Regions from separate parts of the Sus scrofa genome. Here regions 2, 3 and 4 are each linked to region 1. A link is a contact called in public HiChIP or PLAC-seq data. All regions are on one chromosome and are shown on one strand. Each heading gives the region's core, a stretch centred on a gene start, on an enhancer-like site or on the middle of the called end of the contact. The rest is flanking DNA. Distances are from core to core; before and after follow the strand shown.

Region 1 (3,671 bases), core at 464-2,963:
GGGGCGGGGAGGCGGGGCAGGAAGCGGACTCCCAGGAGACGCCGCCACCGGCTAGGTCTTTTTTGGGGAAGGGGCGGGCCAGGCCCCGCTAAGAGCCCCGCCCCCTTTCCGGGCGGCCCGGGGTGGGAGGGGAAGTGGCCCCGGGGTGTCGGAGCGAAACCGGTCCTGGGCGCTCCCGGCTCCGCGTCCCGCCCACAAAGGCTCAAGTTTGTTGACTTGGAGCGAGTAGCTGGGGCGGGGGCGAGTGCTAATAATACCCGTCGGTTCTGCTGCAGCGCTTTACAGTTTACACAGCTGTCACCTTCGTTGCTCCTTAATTAATAATAAAAATAGCCGCCGTTTGAGAGCGCCCGCTGGATGCCAGGCCGCGTGCCGAGAGCTTTACAAGCACAGTCCCAAGGAGTCTGCCCTCATAACGTTACCCCCATTTTACGGAGCGGGAAGGCGACGCTCCCGGAGGCGCCGAGACTTAGCCGAGGTCAATGGGCCGATCCGCGGCTCTGGGATCTAGGCGCGGGGCCCAGCAAGGCGGGGCGCGGGTGCTGCCCCCAGCTCCGCGGAGAGCGGCGGGGGCGGAGCGGCGGGCGGGGCGGAAGGCGAGGGGGGTGCGGCGGCGGAGGATGGCCATCTTAAGTGGCCGCGGAGAGTCCAGGGCCGCTTCCCTGGGGAAGGGGGCAGCGGTACAGCGCAGGAGGTGGGGGTCCGGGCTGGGCGGCCGCGGCTCTGGGGAGAGGTCGGGAGCCCGGGGCGTTGAGGGAACTTTCTTCTAGATGGGCCAGGGGAAGCCTGGTCTCGGAGTGCTGAACCCCTCAAGGCCGGGGCCTGCGGGGATGGGGGATGGTGCCAGGGAACTTGGCCGAGAGGGGGAAGGGCCCTGGCCGGACTGAGAGGGGCTGCCGGGAGGGTGCATGGGGATTCGGACACTGGACCCCGTCTGGGGGTTCGTGGGGGATCCCCTCGCGGGATTTGGACCCAGTGTGGTTTGGAGGTTCAGGTCTAAGAAGGGGGCCGGATTTCCCCGGAGTTGGGGGTGATGGGGAGAGGAACGGGAGGAGGTTCATCATGAGATACTTTGCGGATTTTGGTAACTCGACCCTACGAGTCTGGGGGGGAGGGGACGAATGGAAAGGCTTTGGGTGAAATCAGACGTTTATGAGAGTTGGGGGTCGTATCTTTGCGACTATTGAAGGGAGGAGGATGGGGTCGGGATCCCGAAGTGTCAGGGCGCAGGATGGGGGACTGGGGCTTCGATGGGGTGGGGGCGGTGTGAGGGGCCGGATCTCCTCCGGGTGATGACGGCGGGGCAGGATCGTTGTGGGGTGCGGGAGGCTGGCTTGCCCTGGGGCTTAGGGGGTCCCGCGGGCGTGCGGAGGGCGACTCCTCGGGGGGTGGGGGCAGGGGCGGGCCGAGCGGCGGGGGCGGGGGCGGGCCGCCGGGCCCCGCGCTGCACGCCTGCCCCTCCCCCGCCGCCTCTGAACAAACTTTTCTTTCTCTTCAAGTTGAGGCCGGCGCTGCTGGCGGCGGCGGCGGCGGCGGCTGCGCGGCAAACCCGGCGTCCAGCGCGGCGGAGCGCGGAGCCGCGATCCCCGGCTCGATCCCGCCAGCGGATCCTCAGGCCCGGGCCCCGGGCCCGGCCCCAGCCTCGGCCCCGAGCGTCCTGGGGCGAATGGCGCGGGGCGGCGGGCGCGGGCGGCGCTGAGCCCTGCGCGGGCCATGGCCTCCGCGTGCGGGGCGCCGGGCCCGGGGGAGCGGGCCCGGGGGCCGCGCTGGGCAGCCCGGCCCCCGCCTGGTACCACCGCGACCTGAGCCGGGCCGCCGCCGAGGAGCTGCTGGCCCGGGCAGGCCGCGATGGCAGCTTCCTGGTCCGAGACAGCGAGAGCGTGGCAGGAGCCTTCGCGCTCTGCGTCCTGTGAGTGGGGCCGCCGGCGGGCGGGCGGGCGCGGGCACGGCCTGGGCTTCGTGGGGTGGTGTGGGGCGGGCCCGGGACCGTGGGCCGCCAGCACCCTCCAGAGCGGGGGCCTGGCCTTCTGCTGGGCCCGAGGAAGGATGCAGGGATCGCTTCCTTCCTGCTGTGTGTCTGAGCGCACTTGCTGGGGCACGGAGGGCCGGCATGGGGGGTCCCGCTGCTCAGGGTGGCCGTTCTGGGGCAAATGCAGGGAGTCTCTGGACGACCCCCTCAGCCGCCCTCCAGGCACTGGTGCCGATGTGCTTTCCACGGTTCTGTGCACTTTACTTTGTATAGGGGTTGGACGTCTGAGTGGCAGTCAGGGCCCCATGAACCCCGGGGGTGTGGAGTTGCCCAGCAGCTTCCTTAGGGGGCCTTTCTGTGCCCGCAGGACTGAGGCTGGGCTTGCTTGGCTGTCTCATCTGGGGCTGGGGGGCAGGGTGGTGTTGACAAGAAGGGGGGGAGCTGTGTCTGCGGAGTCACTGTTTTATGAATCAGTGAGTGAGTGTGCCCGGGGCTGGCTCTGGGATCCGCTGCCCTGTCCCTGAGCTATGGGTGCCCAGCGAGGGGCTAGGCTTGGCCCGCTCTCTGAGTGGGCCTGGTTTTGTGTTTGTGCGGCAGCGGTGCTGGGTGAGTTTGTGCATTTTCAGTTTTGGACTGTTCTGCCTGAGCTGCCCTCTTGGGCCTCGAGATGTGGCACTGGGAGGGCTCGGGTAGGCTCCGGAGTGGAAGCAGGTGAGTGGGAAGCTGTGGGGCTGCTTTGTTTAGATCCAGTTATGGTTCTTCTTAGGCCGGTGAGCCTTCCCAAGTCCCCACTCCTGTGGCCTTTCCCCCTCTGTTCTCACATCTTTGGGGGTGCCCTGGCCTGGGCCAGCGGTTCTCACTTGGGGTTGAGTTTCCTCCTCAGAGGATATCTGGTCACGTCTGGAGACACTTTGGGTTGTCACACCTGGGACTGTGCTGCTGGCTTCTCTTGGGTAGAAGCCAGGAGCGCTGCTAAACCTCCGATCACACACAGGACAGCCCCTCACGACAAAGGATCACGTGCTCCAAAGTGTCAGTGGGGCTGAGGTTGAGAAACCCTGGCCTGGGCGGTGGACCTGAAGAAGAAGGAGTCCCCTGAGTCTCAGCTTATGTCCCATGTCTGAGGCCCAACAGGGAAGACCGAACAGGGACAGCTTATTAGGCAGATGAATATCCAGAGTCCTGCATCCCAGCCGCCCCGTGGCACACCCCCTAATTGGGGGGGGGAGGCAGGTGCTGGGTCAGCTGTTGAGTGGGAGGGGACAGCTGGGCCTGTGTCGGGATGAGCAGCATTATTGTCCCAGGAGGGGAAGATCTTGGCTCCGCTGCCCGGAGAGGGGATGGGTGGGGTGGGGTCTGTCCTTTTGGGCTTTGGCTTTCCTTGCTGAGTCCGGTTACGCCTCGCATCGCAGGAGCCTGGGGTGGGTGATCAGAACCAAACTTGCTTACCTGTATGTAACACCCACATGTACAGAGAACCTTCAGGAACAGCCCTGTCCCAGCAGGCACCGACAGGCCAAGCAGCAGGCCAGGATTCAGGCCCCGGCCTCTGTCCCGACCTTGAATCCCAGCTCTGCCTTTAACTTGCTCTGTGATCTTAAGCAAATATCTTTTCATCTCTGAGCCTCAGTTTTTTCTTCTGGAGAATGGGAATAATAATAACCTCTGCCTTAACACGTAAGGATTAAATGAGATCCCATCT
Region 2 (3,671 bases), core at 826-3,325, 180 kb before region 1:
AAATATGCTGTCAGTGGGTGAGGCTGATCTCTGCCAGGTCTCCACGTGCCATAATAGTGGCTGAGTAAGTCTCTCTGTCCCAAGGATGGGCTCCTAGGAGCCTTGGCTGCATCAGCTTCTGCCTCAGCGAGGTGGCTGCCTGGACTTGACTCCAGCCTCCACGAGGCCCAGAAACAAAGCCCCCACTTCTTCTGGGTTAAGAGGAGGCCCTGCAGGCCCCTCTGGTGCCACCCTCCCACCCCCGGCAGTCTGGTAGTCCACACGTACCTTGGCCAGTTCCAGCTCTGACCCCTCCATCACCTTCTGCACTGACACCAGGCATTCTGGAGAAGAGGGATGCTTCCGGTTTTCTGTAGTGACCACAGTGCAGAAAACAAGGTGAACTTCCTGGGGCCCATGTCTGAGACTATGAGAACCCCTCAGAGTCAGAGGAGCAGCCAAAGGGCTGTCTCTGGTGGGGCCGGGAGACACGGGGCTCCTTATTCCTAGGTCCTAGCACCCCCGACATACACATTTCCAGCTGCAGTGAGTTCTATGCTGGGTCAGTCCAAGGACTACAGGGACAGATGAAGGAGGAGGCTGGCTGGGCATTCACAGCAGCTCGGGGCCTGACACTGCACGCACCTACCCACGCGCCAGCTCCCACTCAGCACCAGAGGGGAGGAGTCCAGAGATTCCAGGTCACTCTAGAGTCTCACTCTAGAGATCACAGAGGAAGCCGCCTGCAGCTGCATCAGACTAGCGATGGGGACACTGCTGCCAGGGGGGGCTGGGCTCAATTACCAACACCCTGCTTTATCGAAATCCACTGTCACCTTTCTTCTACTTCTCTCGAGGTGGAGACAGCAGATGGCTCCGGTGTCAAAGATGAGGACTGTCACAGCTGGACAAGGGGAGCTCGGGGCTAGAAGCTCTACCCGTTAACCTAAGAGCAGCTATTACCATCTTCACTGAAAGGCAAGGAACCCATGTCCAAAAAGGTCACACAAGCAGTGGAGCAGAAGGGCCAAGACCGCCAACCTCCACCTGCCTGTTCCCCTTTTCCCACCACCCAGACAAGCCTTTCAACGCGCTCTGGGGTAAATGCTCTCCCTGCAGGGGAAGAGGGTAGCATGGATCCTTCTGTCTCCTTTGGGGGAGTTCGGGGGGCCCAAGGCGATGAGGCCCCAAGACCGACCCTCTGGCTCTACCTGGACCCCCGGACATGGGCCCCAGCCTGCAGGGACACTTCCCCGCCTGGTGCAGGCATCACCAGATGGGAAGCTGCCAGGCTGAACGCATCCCTGTGGCACAGAGCAGGCAGCCTCAAGCCTTGCTCCTCCAGACACTGGGCCCTGGTTCTCCTGGACTCCTGGTTTCCAGGAGCTGAGGCGGCAGTTCCATCCCAGCTGGACAAGAAAGGTGCTTACTCTGCAGAAAACTGCACACAAATTCCAGTCTCTCTGGCACCGGCTGCTGCAGGATTTGCTGTCCTCTGTCAGCGCCACGGCTGGAAAAGAGCAAGTAGGTGAGACAGAGCGCTCAGCACCCCTCCCGCCTTGCTAGTGCGTGACATGCTGCCCTCCCGTCCCTGCAGGCTGGATCTGTGCTGGGTCTGCGGGGGGCACCAGACCAGACGGTGGAGGCAGGCAGAAGATACCAAGATACCGTCCAGCCAAGAAGGAACCGTGCTGGGCGAGAAGCGGGGACCTGAGGCCTGAGGTCCTCCTGGAAAAGGTGGCACTCTCCCAGCCCCTCTAAAGATCAAAAAGCTCGGTGGGAAGGGGCTTGAGTGGGGATGGAAGCAGCACAGAGGACTGGGACGCTAGGCCAGAACGGCTCAAGTATAAAAGGACAGGAGGCCTGGGAAGGTGGCTGGAGCCGGAGCGAAGAGGACCCCGGGAAGGGAAAGGGGGTCCAAGCACAATGAGCAGGAAGGAGCGAGGCCCTCCAGGGACAGGGCAAAGGTCAACACACGCAAGGCTGAAGGCCCAGGTGGCAAAAGCCTCTGAGAGGCCAGGCCACGCAGCAGTCGCTCTTAATCTGTGGCCTCGCAGGGCTCGCCAGTTGACGTGGCAGGACGCCAAGTGCAGAGAGCAATGAGGGCGGGAAGCAGCAGGGGGAGCTCTCACAGCCCCGCCCCCGCCGCTCAGGCCAAGTGCAGTTTCATTTTCCTGGGCGATGACCTTCTCTCCAAGCTAGAAAGCTGACTTCTCTCTCTAGGCTACAGCTTAAGATCCTGATTAAAAGGCCCTCTGTTCCTCAGAAGCCCAAACTCCAGGCCTCAATCACCTTCCTAGAGGGGAAGGCAGGGCAGACTCTAGACTCCTCCAGAGCCAGACATCCTGCAAAGCACAAGAGGCACCCCAGCCAAGGCCTTCAGAGGCGTTCCCTCCGATCCCACGTGATTACAAAGGCTTGCTCCGGGTGAACCACCCCCACCACGCCCCCCACCCCCGCCGCCCAGGAAGCATTCTGGGCAGCTGGTCTGTGATTAGGGACTCCTACCAAGTCTCCTACAAGGAGACTCGTCTCCTCACAGACTCCTGAAAGAGCCATCTTCCCTACCCAACCTAACCAGGAACGCTGTGGATCCGTGCCTTGCAGAGAGCAGTGATTTATTTACCTCAAATAAAAACAAAGCGTTCTTGGGTTAAATGTTGGAGAAATACTGGGTTAACCCAAACCAAACATTTTCCAAAGAAGAAGATACAACATGCATTACTTCCTAAACTTATCTGACCACTAAACCCCCTACCCAAGCCCTTGGGATAAGTGTAGCTGCGTGGATGTTTTAGAAAATGGGGTCCCGGAGGAACCCAGCCCATCCTTCAGGCCTGCGCTGAGTCTCTGAGTGCTTTCATTCTCAGGAACTCCTATGACACCATGACACTCATGGGGTTCTTTTTAGGGCCACCCGCAGCACAGGGAAGCTCCCAGGCTAGGGGTCTAACTGGAGCTGCAGCATCAGCCTACACCACAGCCACAGCAATGCCAGATCTGAACCATGTCTGCAACCTACACTGCAGCTCATGGCCATGGCAACACCAGATCCTTAACCCACTGAGTAGGGTCAGGGCTCAAACCTGCAGCCTCACGGGTACTAGGCAGGTTAGTTTCTACTAGGCCACAATGGGACTCCCACAAGTGCATCATTTTAACAGACCACTTTGCATGAGCTGAAAGCTAGGAGTATAGCAGGTCCCAATTACACACAGACTGACTAACAAAGGATGCTGTTTACTGGGAAGAGAGGAGGTCAACATCAGTAAGACAAATGTCAGGGTCTCACATTTTCTGGAAAAAACACCCCCACTAAACTTTGCTATGCAAACCTCACAGGTATCAAAAAGACTGGGCAGAGAGTTCCCACTGTGGTGCAATGGGATCGGCAGTGTCTTGGGAGTGCTGGGACGCAGGTTTGATCCCCAGCCCAGCACAGTGGGTTAAGGATCCAGCATTGCCATAGCTGCAGTTTGAGTCTCGAATGTGGCTTGGATCTGATACCTGGCCAGGGAACTCACGAGTGGCAAAAAAAAAAAAAAAAAAAAAAAAGAGACAGGCTTTTAGTTTGTTTCAGCCTAGTCACACAGAAAAACAGAGGGTTTTCTCTCTGCTGAGTGTCCCCAGATAGAAGGCCAAGTGGCAAAGGTACAGCTCTTGATCAAGTCCCACAGCTTCTACCTACCACC
Region 3 (3,671 bases), core at 608-3,107, 170 kb after region 1:
CTTGCAGAAGGTCCTGTTTACAGTAATAACAGCACCAGGCCCTGCCGTCTGAGCAGAGGCAGGGCGCCTGGGGCTAGAATCCACACACAGCCTCCATCTGTGCCTTATCTACCCGGTCAGCCTGGGCTGGGGGGCAGGGGCAAGGGAGGACAAGCTCTTGGAGCCCAGCCTGGGCGACTTCGGGCAGACCCCACGCCACGCTCCACTCAGACGCCGGGGCTCTCTGGCATCATCTGCTTTCACGACTGGAACAGAGCGCCTCCTTCCAGGCTTGGCTCAGGCCCTGCCCCAAGGCACCTCCCCAGGTGCCCTCGCCCCGTGAAGGGGCCCTTCCTGGCACTGCCACACACAGACTCCAAAGGGCAGCGAGTGGACAGCCAGGGAGAAGGACCAACAGCAAATGAGATGCCCTGTGTGATGGGCCTGCTTGCTTTATAACCAGTCACTTCCTGCCATAACAAAAAGTTTTAAAATTTCCAGACGTAAAGAAGGATCTGCTGAGATCAGTCTGTCCAATCCTTTGTCTCACACAGACAGATATGGAGACTCGGAAAGCGACAGCCCTGGGACAGACCGATCTGGATGTAAGCCTGCACCCGTCTCTTCTAGGCTGCGTGACTGCGGGCAGGTCCTGCTCACCTCTCTGAACCTCAGCGCTCCCGCCCTGTCAGGCTGCCAGACCTACGCCGTGAGGGCGCTCAGAGGACCGGGGGCAATAATGCGAAAGCGCTTACATTTTCCAGGCGTTAGCTCTCAGCGTTCCCTCTGTTCTCTGTGTACAAAGGCACAGAGTGGAGGGGCTGTAGCAGAACCTCAGTGAACACTGCTGGATTAAACAGAATAAAAGCCAATGCTGGGGGGACCACTCTTTGTCCTATCTTAGTTTCTAGCAAGAACTTGGCACACTTAAAAAGAGATTATTATTATTTTTTAAAACATACATTTTTCCTATAGAGATCTTATTTTTATTTTTTAATTTTTCTGGTCTTTTGTCTTTTTAGGGCCACACCCGCGGCATATGGAGGTTCCCAGGCTAGGGGGCCCAATCAGAGCTCCAGCTGACGGCCCACGCCACAGCCACAGCCAGATCCAAGCCGTGTCTGTGACCTGCACCACAGCTCACGGCAACGCTGGATCCTTAACCCAGTGAGCGAAGCCAGGGATCGAACCCACATCCTCATGAATGCTAGGCAGGTTTGCTAACCACTGAGTCACGATGGGAACTCCAGTTTCTTTTTATCTAGAATAGGTTCTCAGGCTGTCTTTGATATTCGTGACACTGACTTTTCTGCAGAGTAAGGTTAGTTTACAGATTACTCTGCAGTTTGGATAACAACTTTTTGAGGAACCACTTCCTATCATTCAACTATTCATTCCACAAACTAGTCGTTCCTCTCTCTTTCCATGAGGCTGGTTATTACAGGACTCTGGGCAGGCAGGATACCTGATCAATTCTCAGGGCCCTTGCCTTCCAGGGTGTTCGCGGGATAGCCACACACCTGGCAAGGTGCAGGTCAGAGCAAGTGCCATGGGGATGACTTCTTGGAGGCAGAGGCACGAGCCATGCCCGAAAGGATGGGCAGAAGCACAGACCGCCCTAAGAAACTCCCGGGATCTTGCAGAGGAAACATCTCCACTTCCCCAAGCAGTGTGTGCTGTGGCTGGGACGCAATAAAACACAAACCCCAGCAATACAGGGCCAGGAAGGGGAGGGCGCGGTCCAGGGCACCCTTCCCTTGTACCCTTGCTCAGGGCTCTAGGCACTTTGAGATGTGGTGACAGGAAGGCAAGGTCTGTCCAGGCAGCTGAACTGTGGGAAAGGGCCATGAGCGCCACCTACTGGCATCAGGGCAGGTTGTCTAGGCAGCAGCAGAGGGCAGTGGGGCAGTGGCGGGTTGCCAGGAAGCTTGCCACACTACAGTGGTGAGACACAGAAGCGGCTTGAATTTCTTAAACAGGGCTGGCCCTTGAGCCACCACTGCCAAGTCCCAGAGCACTGTGAGACTGTCGGTGCAGAAGGGACTGTGCAAAGCCAGCCACCACACCCGGCCCTCGAGACGGGAGGGCAAGACGCGCCGGGATTACTTCAGCTTTGTTCTCCAAGTCAGTCTCCGTGCTGGGCACCGAGGGTCAGAGGAATCAGACGCGGATCTTGCCCACAGGGAGCTCCTAGACTGAGTCGGGGGTGGGGAAATGGGACAAGCAGGGAGGGACACAGAGAAGTGCTCCGAGGATCCCGGGTGCTCTGAGAGCTGTCTGGCGGGGTGGGGAGCACACAGCAGGCTGGGCTCCTCAGGTCCCACAAAACTCTTCGTGGTGGAATTCAAAACTCCCGTTTCTGAGCAACCTACCATGCCTCAGGCACCTGACGTTTACAGTCTCCCCGATCCTGTGATTAGAGAAGGGGCCTGAGTCACACAGAGATGAAACCGCCCTGCCGAAGATGGCACGGTCCACAAGGGGCAGCCTAGGACAGGAGCCCGGGCTCTCTACACTGAAGCCACTGCCTCCCAGGGCACAGGGCCCAGCTTCTTCCCTTTGCCCCACATGTAGCCTGGCACCAGCACAGGTATCTGATGGGACTAACTAGCACAGTTTAACTGACAGGGCTAACCGGCACAGGTAACTGACAAGACTAACCAGCACAAGCATCTGACGGAACTAACTGCACTGGTAACTAATGGGACTAACCAGCACAGGCAACAGACAGGGCTAACCAGCACAACTAACTGAAGTATCTGACGGGGCTAACCAGAACAAGTATCTGATGCGACTAACCAGCACAGGTAACTGACAGGACTAACTAGCACAGTTTAACTGACGGGGCTAACCGGCACAGGTAACTGACAAGACTAACCACCACAAGCATCTGACGGAGCTAACCAGCATTGGTAACTGATGGGCCTACCGGCACAGGTAACTGACAGGACTAACCAGCACAGGTAACGGATAGGGCTAACCAGCACAAGTAACTGAAGTAACTGATGGGACTAACCAGCACAGGTAACTGACAGGACTAACCAGCACAAGTATCTGACAGGGCTAACCAGAACTGGTAACTGATGGGCCTACCAGCACTGGTAACTGACGGGACTAACCAGCTAACCAGCACAAGTAACTGAAGTAACTGAGGGGGCTAACCAGCACAGGTAACGGACAGAGCTAACTAGCACAAGTAACTGAAGTAACTGAGGGGGCTAACCAGCACAGCACAACTAACTGATGGGGCTAACCAGCACAGGTAACTAACAGGGCTAACCAGCACGAGTCACCGACAGGACTACCCAACACAAGTCACTGACGGGACTAACCAGCAGAAGTATCTGATGGGACTAATCCAGCACAGGTAACTGACAGGACTAACCAGCACAAGTATCTGACAGGGCTAACCAGAACTGGTAACTGATGGGCCTACCAGCACTGGTAACTGACGGGACTAACCAGCTAACCAGCATAAGTAACTGAAGTAACTGAGGGGACTAACCAGCGCGAGTATCCGAGGGCCTAAGCAGCTGACAGAAAGTGACGGGGAAGGAGAGGCCTCAGGGGAACAGGCGGTTCCGTGAGGGCCGGCGATGCTCTGACCAGCTCTGCCTTCCAAAACCTTCTCCCTGAAGAGACCCCCCCCCCAGACGGAAGCCAAGAGAGGCCCAAAGCCCCCTCCTCTGCAC
Region 4 (3,671 bases), core at 534-3,033, 130 kb before region 1:
AGACAAAAACAAAACAAAAAAATTAATTAAAATAAAAAATAAAAAATTTTTAAAGGACACGCTAAATGGAAATATTCCTTACATGAGCTTTCGGTTAAGGTGTTCTAATTTGAGGAATTATCGTTTCTGGCTTTGAATTAAGATTCAGGCTTTACAATGAGTCATCATTTGCTTGAACTTGGGCCAAGAAAAGAGTACCCTGTAGCTTTTTACAGAGAAGTGTGTGTTTCTTCCTCTGAAGGAGAAAATACCACCCAGGAAGAGACAGGGAGGGAATGCATATACTCTTCCCCGCTGCCTAAAAGTTGCCTTAGCCTGATCTGAACATTCTCTCTAGGCTCTCATCAATTCACAGCAGGAAAGATCTCCACAAGGCAGAGAGCTCCAATTCCCTTCCCATCCAAGGTTTCTGGCCACAACACTTGCCAATCCAGAGCCTTAGAAACGCAGGACCTGGCAACAGACCCCAGAGAAAGGGCAGCGTGGTTTAAAGTAAGTAGTAGTATATTTTCTGGAGGCAGTGCCACTCTGGGCACGAGGCTAACTTAATACAGAGATGCAAAAGCCACTAAATAAAGATGGGAAAGCCAGGTTCCTATCCCCTTTCAGCCCAAAAAAGCTCATTCATTTCAAAGCATATGTTAACTAATGGCCACAATACATTTCACACTCTGCACAGGCATCAGGATACAGGGGCAAAATATTCCGTCTCTATCTAGTAGGGCAGACAAATGCGCAGACACTCCGAACACCAGATGAAAAACGCTACCTTAGGGGTGAGCAAAAGAGGGGGCCCAGAAGGGGCAGCATCCACCCAGAGGAGCTCTCTTGCACCAATAACCTTCACACGGTCACATCACTTATGGTCATGAATGTGTACTCTCCGAGACGCTTCAAAGAAACACTTTACCTAATTTGACCCGCACACCCCCCACCCCCCGTCCAACAACCCCAGGAAAGTAGGTAAGGGCACGTAAACTCGTTGTTTACACCACACGTGAAAAAGTGAGGCTCACAATAAATTGACTCGTCCGAGACAACCCTCACTGCCAATAAAGCACCTCCTTCCCACTCAGGCCCCACCCACAAAGACGCCAGTGGAGCCAACCACGCACTGGTTATACAACCCCGGCCAAGCCGAACATAAACCTCAGAAGGGCCCCGCTGTAGTAAAGTGTGACAAAGCTGCGGGACTGTTTAAAAGAGGATCCACATAACGGGCGTGGCACAGCCTCTGAAACGTCGTCGGTGCTCGGGAACTGTTTACTAGTAGTACTACCGCTATTGTTAGCAGTAACGGGCGAGGACCATTACTACAGGAAGCCGCGGCCACAGGCTTTGAGGAAGCTGCACCACCCGCACCCCGTCGCCCGCAGACTCGATGCCACGGACACGCCCCCGAGCAGGCCCTCCCCCGAAGCACGTCCGCCGCCTCCCCTCGGACAAGGCCCTCTCCTCACAACCCTTACCCGCGACAGACTCTCCCCACTCAGCCTCGGTGAGGAACGAGGCCTTCCGTTCGCACCCGTCTCTCAGCACCCCCTTTAGGCCCCGGCTTCCCTGCGGGCGCCCAGGCCGCACACCAGCAGCGGGCCCGCGCCGCTTACCTGGCCGCGCGCTCCCGCTCCGCCTCTCGCCTACCCGGGATCGCCTTCGCCACGGGCTCGCGCCAGCGAGGCGAGCGCACAATTAGTTTAAACTATGGCCCCGCCCCCTCGCGCCGCCCTGCGATTGGTCCGTGTCGGCTGGCGTCGCACGCCCAGGGCACGCTGGAGGACCCGCGAAAAGGAAGTGGGAAGGGAGAAAGGGTGCCACAACTTCCGGAGCCCGGCCCGCGGCTTGAGGGCAAAAGCAACTACAAGTCCCAGCACCACCCGCGGCCTTGGCGCCCCCACCCGCCACGAACTGCAGCTCGCGGAAGGTATCGCGGTAGCGCCTACCGCGCCAGCCGGGACTTGTAGGCGAAGGTGGTTACCATGGAGTTGCGCCGAGTAACGCTGCGATAGTAGGACGCTGAGGCTGGCGGGGAAGCACTTGCGGGTGAGTTGAGCGGGGAGGGGCACGCAGGAAAAACTAAGAACTTCTCTCCTCGGGGATCTGAGACAACCCCGTCTTAACCCTTTTCACAACGACAAGGCACAAACCCATATGGGATAGACGGGCTCGTGGGGGGGGGGGGGAAGGCGGAGATAAATACCCATACAGATGTGGGGGTGCTTAAGATCGCCATCATCACAGAATAGGACCCCCTAATACTACTGTCTCAAGTCCCTGACACATTCTGGAAGATCTGAAACTTCTTCAGATATAGGGTTGGTTTTCCTCTGATCAACAGAAGACCCTCTGCAAGACATGGGAGTGGGATTAGAGCAAATCAAAAGTCTCTAATTCTGGGGATGTAGGAAAATTTCTGGGGCTTGAACGGCCCCTTTCCTTCCAGGCAGGAAGACCCAGAGTAGAGCCTCCTTTTCAGAGAGTCAGCAGGATCTTCCACACATACTTAGGAGGGGTCCTGTCTTTACCTCTTCTCCCTGCACCTCCTCTGTTGTCCGTCTCCCCAAGGTCTGCAATTAGAGCTTCATTCCTTTTCCAGACTTCATGACAGATCCGTTACATCTAGTAACTTACCTAGTGCTTTCACAGCCTCTTTCTTTTGAACTTTGTGAATCCAAGAATATTTATCCCATATCACAGACTGGAAAACCAACCTAGTGAGAAGTAGTGACAGAGGCCACGCACCAAGTCAGTGACAGCTAGGACTAGATCCCTGTTTGCCAACTTCCAGCTAAGTCTCTAGCTTGAGCTTACAGCCTCTCTAGTTTAAGAATGTGTTCAAAGTAGTAGATTAAACTGTCCCAGGGACAGTTTTTAAATGGGCTGTCGTGGGGGGGAGTGAACAATATCAGATTTGCATTTTGCAGGATTACTCTGGTTGCAGTAGGCAAAATGGCTGGGAGGGAAGGCAGAAAGGAAGTGATGGTAGCTCGGACTAGAGAAAAGACATTTAGGAAGCAAAGCTGACAGGTATTTATTCTGGATGGGAAATGGAAGGGGTATTCAAGGTAACTCTTGGTTTTCTGACCTCCGTAATGGTGGGGAGAGGGGAGAACACCGGAAGAGATCCAGGAGTACCCAGAGAGTATGAGTTCACCTGCAGACGTGTTGCAGGCGCCTGTCTTGGAGATAGCCTGGAAGTGGTGAAGAGGCAATTGGTTATACAGATTGGGAGCTCAGAGATGAGGACCAGGCTGGGCTTGAGTAAATTCAAGTGTGGCCTGGCCTGCCAGTGTTCCATGAGCTGTGGTGTAGGTCGCAGATGCATGTGGGATCCGGCGTGCCTGTGGCTGTGGTGTAGGCCAGCAGCTGCAGCTCCGATTCAACCCCTAGCCTGGGAACTTCCATGTGCTGCAGCTGCAGCCCTAAAAAGACAAAACAATAATAATAAAAACTTACCAAAAACTTGCCCTTAAGTATTTTAAGCTAAAATCCATGTCCAGCAGTGCTGGACTCCAAGGTCCCAACTCGGACTCGCTTTGAGAAAAGTACTCAGTCTTGCTCAGAGGCATCCAGCTTGTGGGTGCTCATGTGGGACCGGTCGAGGTGAGAACACGAGCCAGCTCCCCTGTTTCTACAAAAGAATAATGTGCTCTTTATTATGTCTGCAGATTTGA

Evidence for each region. HiChIP or PLAC-seq counts read pairs in DNA pulled down with a chosen protein or histone mark.
Region 2: a contact with region 1 is called in an H3K27ac HiChIP or PLAC-seq map of alveolar macrophages. The contact joins the enhancer-like site here to the promoter of INPPL1 in region 1. A contact is called at or near these places in 1 of 5 promoter capture datasets (liver), 8 of 47 Hi-C or Micro-C datasets (embryonic fibroblasts, epiblast stem cells, heart right ventricle and 3 more) and 2 of 2 datasets of contacts at active chromatin or transcription factors (alveolar macrophages and skeletal muscle).
Region 3: an H3K27ac HiChIP or PLAC-seq map of alveolar macrophages shows a contact between it and region 1. The contact joins the enhancer-like site here to the promoter of INPPL1 in region 1. A contact is called at or near these places in 5 of 5 promoter capture datasets (fetal liver, fetal skeletal muscle, liver and 1 more), 3 of 47 Hi-C or Micro-C datasets (embryonic fibroblasts, epiblast stem cells and fibroblasts) and 2 of 2 datasets of contacts at active chromatin or transcription factors (alveolar macrophages and skeletal muscle).
Region 4: a contact with region 1 is called in an H3K27ac HiChIP or PLAC-seq map of alveolar macrophages. The contact joins the promoter of NUMA1 here to the promoter of INPPL1 in region 1. A contact is called at or near these places in 5 of 47 Hi-C or Micro-C datasets (embryonic fibroblasts, heart right ventricle, liver and 2 more) and 1 of 2 datasets of contacts at active chromatin or transcription factors (alveolar macrophages).

The regions. Positions count from the first base shown.
Region 1 is chr9:6,792,258-6,795,928 of Sscrofa11.1, forward strand. INPPL1 (inositol polyphosphate phosphatase like 1) reads left to right here and starts at 1,714. Exons shown (of 32, transcript NM_001190279.1): 1 at 1,714-1,745; 2 at 1,748-1,909. The coding sequence starts at 1,714.
Region 2 is chr9:6,609,771-6,613,441 of Sscrofa11.1, forward strand. It overlaps NUMA1 (nuclear mitotic apparatus protein 1), which reads right to left. Exons shown (of 26, transcript XM_005653665.3): 4 at 1,410-1,489; 5 at 268-350. Among named protein-coding and RNA genes, the nearest start is that of IL18BP, 25 kb to the left of the region's middle. Within about 2 kb of position 2,076, at least 30 of the 83 cell types and tissues checked have an H3K27ac peak or open chromatin away from gene starts, as enhancers often do. A contact at or near this core is called in alveolar macrophages, liver and skeletal muscle, where this site is marked.
Region 3 is chr9:6,958,669-6,962,339 of Sscrofa11.1, forward strand. The region is part of intron 3 of CLPB (caseinolytic peptidase B protein homolog); the gene reads right to left. Among named protein-coding and RNA genes, the nearest start is that of PHOX2A, 130 kb to the left of the region's middle. Within about 2 kb of position 1,858, at least 13 of the 83 cell types and tissues checked have an H3K27ac peak or open chromatin away from gene starts, as enhancers often do. A contact at or near this core is called in alveolar macrophages, where this site is marked.
Region 4 is chr9:6,661,183-6,664,853 of Sscrofa11.1, forward strand. It overlaps NUMA1 (nuclear mitotic apparatus protein 1), which reads right to left and starts at 1,784. Exons shown (of 26, transcript XM_005653665.3): 1 at 1,608-1,784. LRRC51 (leucine-rich repeat-containing protein 51) reads left to right here and starts at 1,940. Exons shown (of 6, transcript NM_001282115.1): 1 at 1,940-2,040. It overlaps LOC102158722 (a long non-coding RNA gene), which reads right to left. Exons shown (of 4, transcript XR_297536.2): 3 at 3,454-3,628; 4 at 2,541-3,188.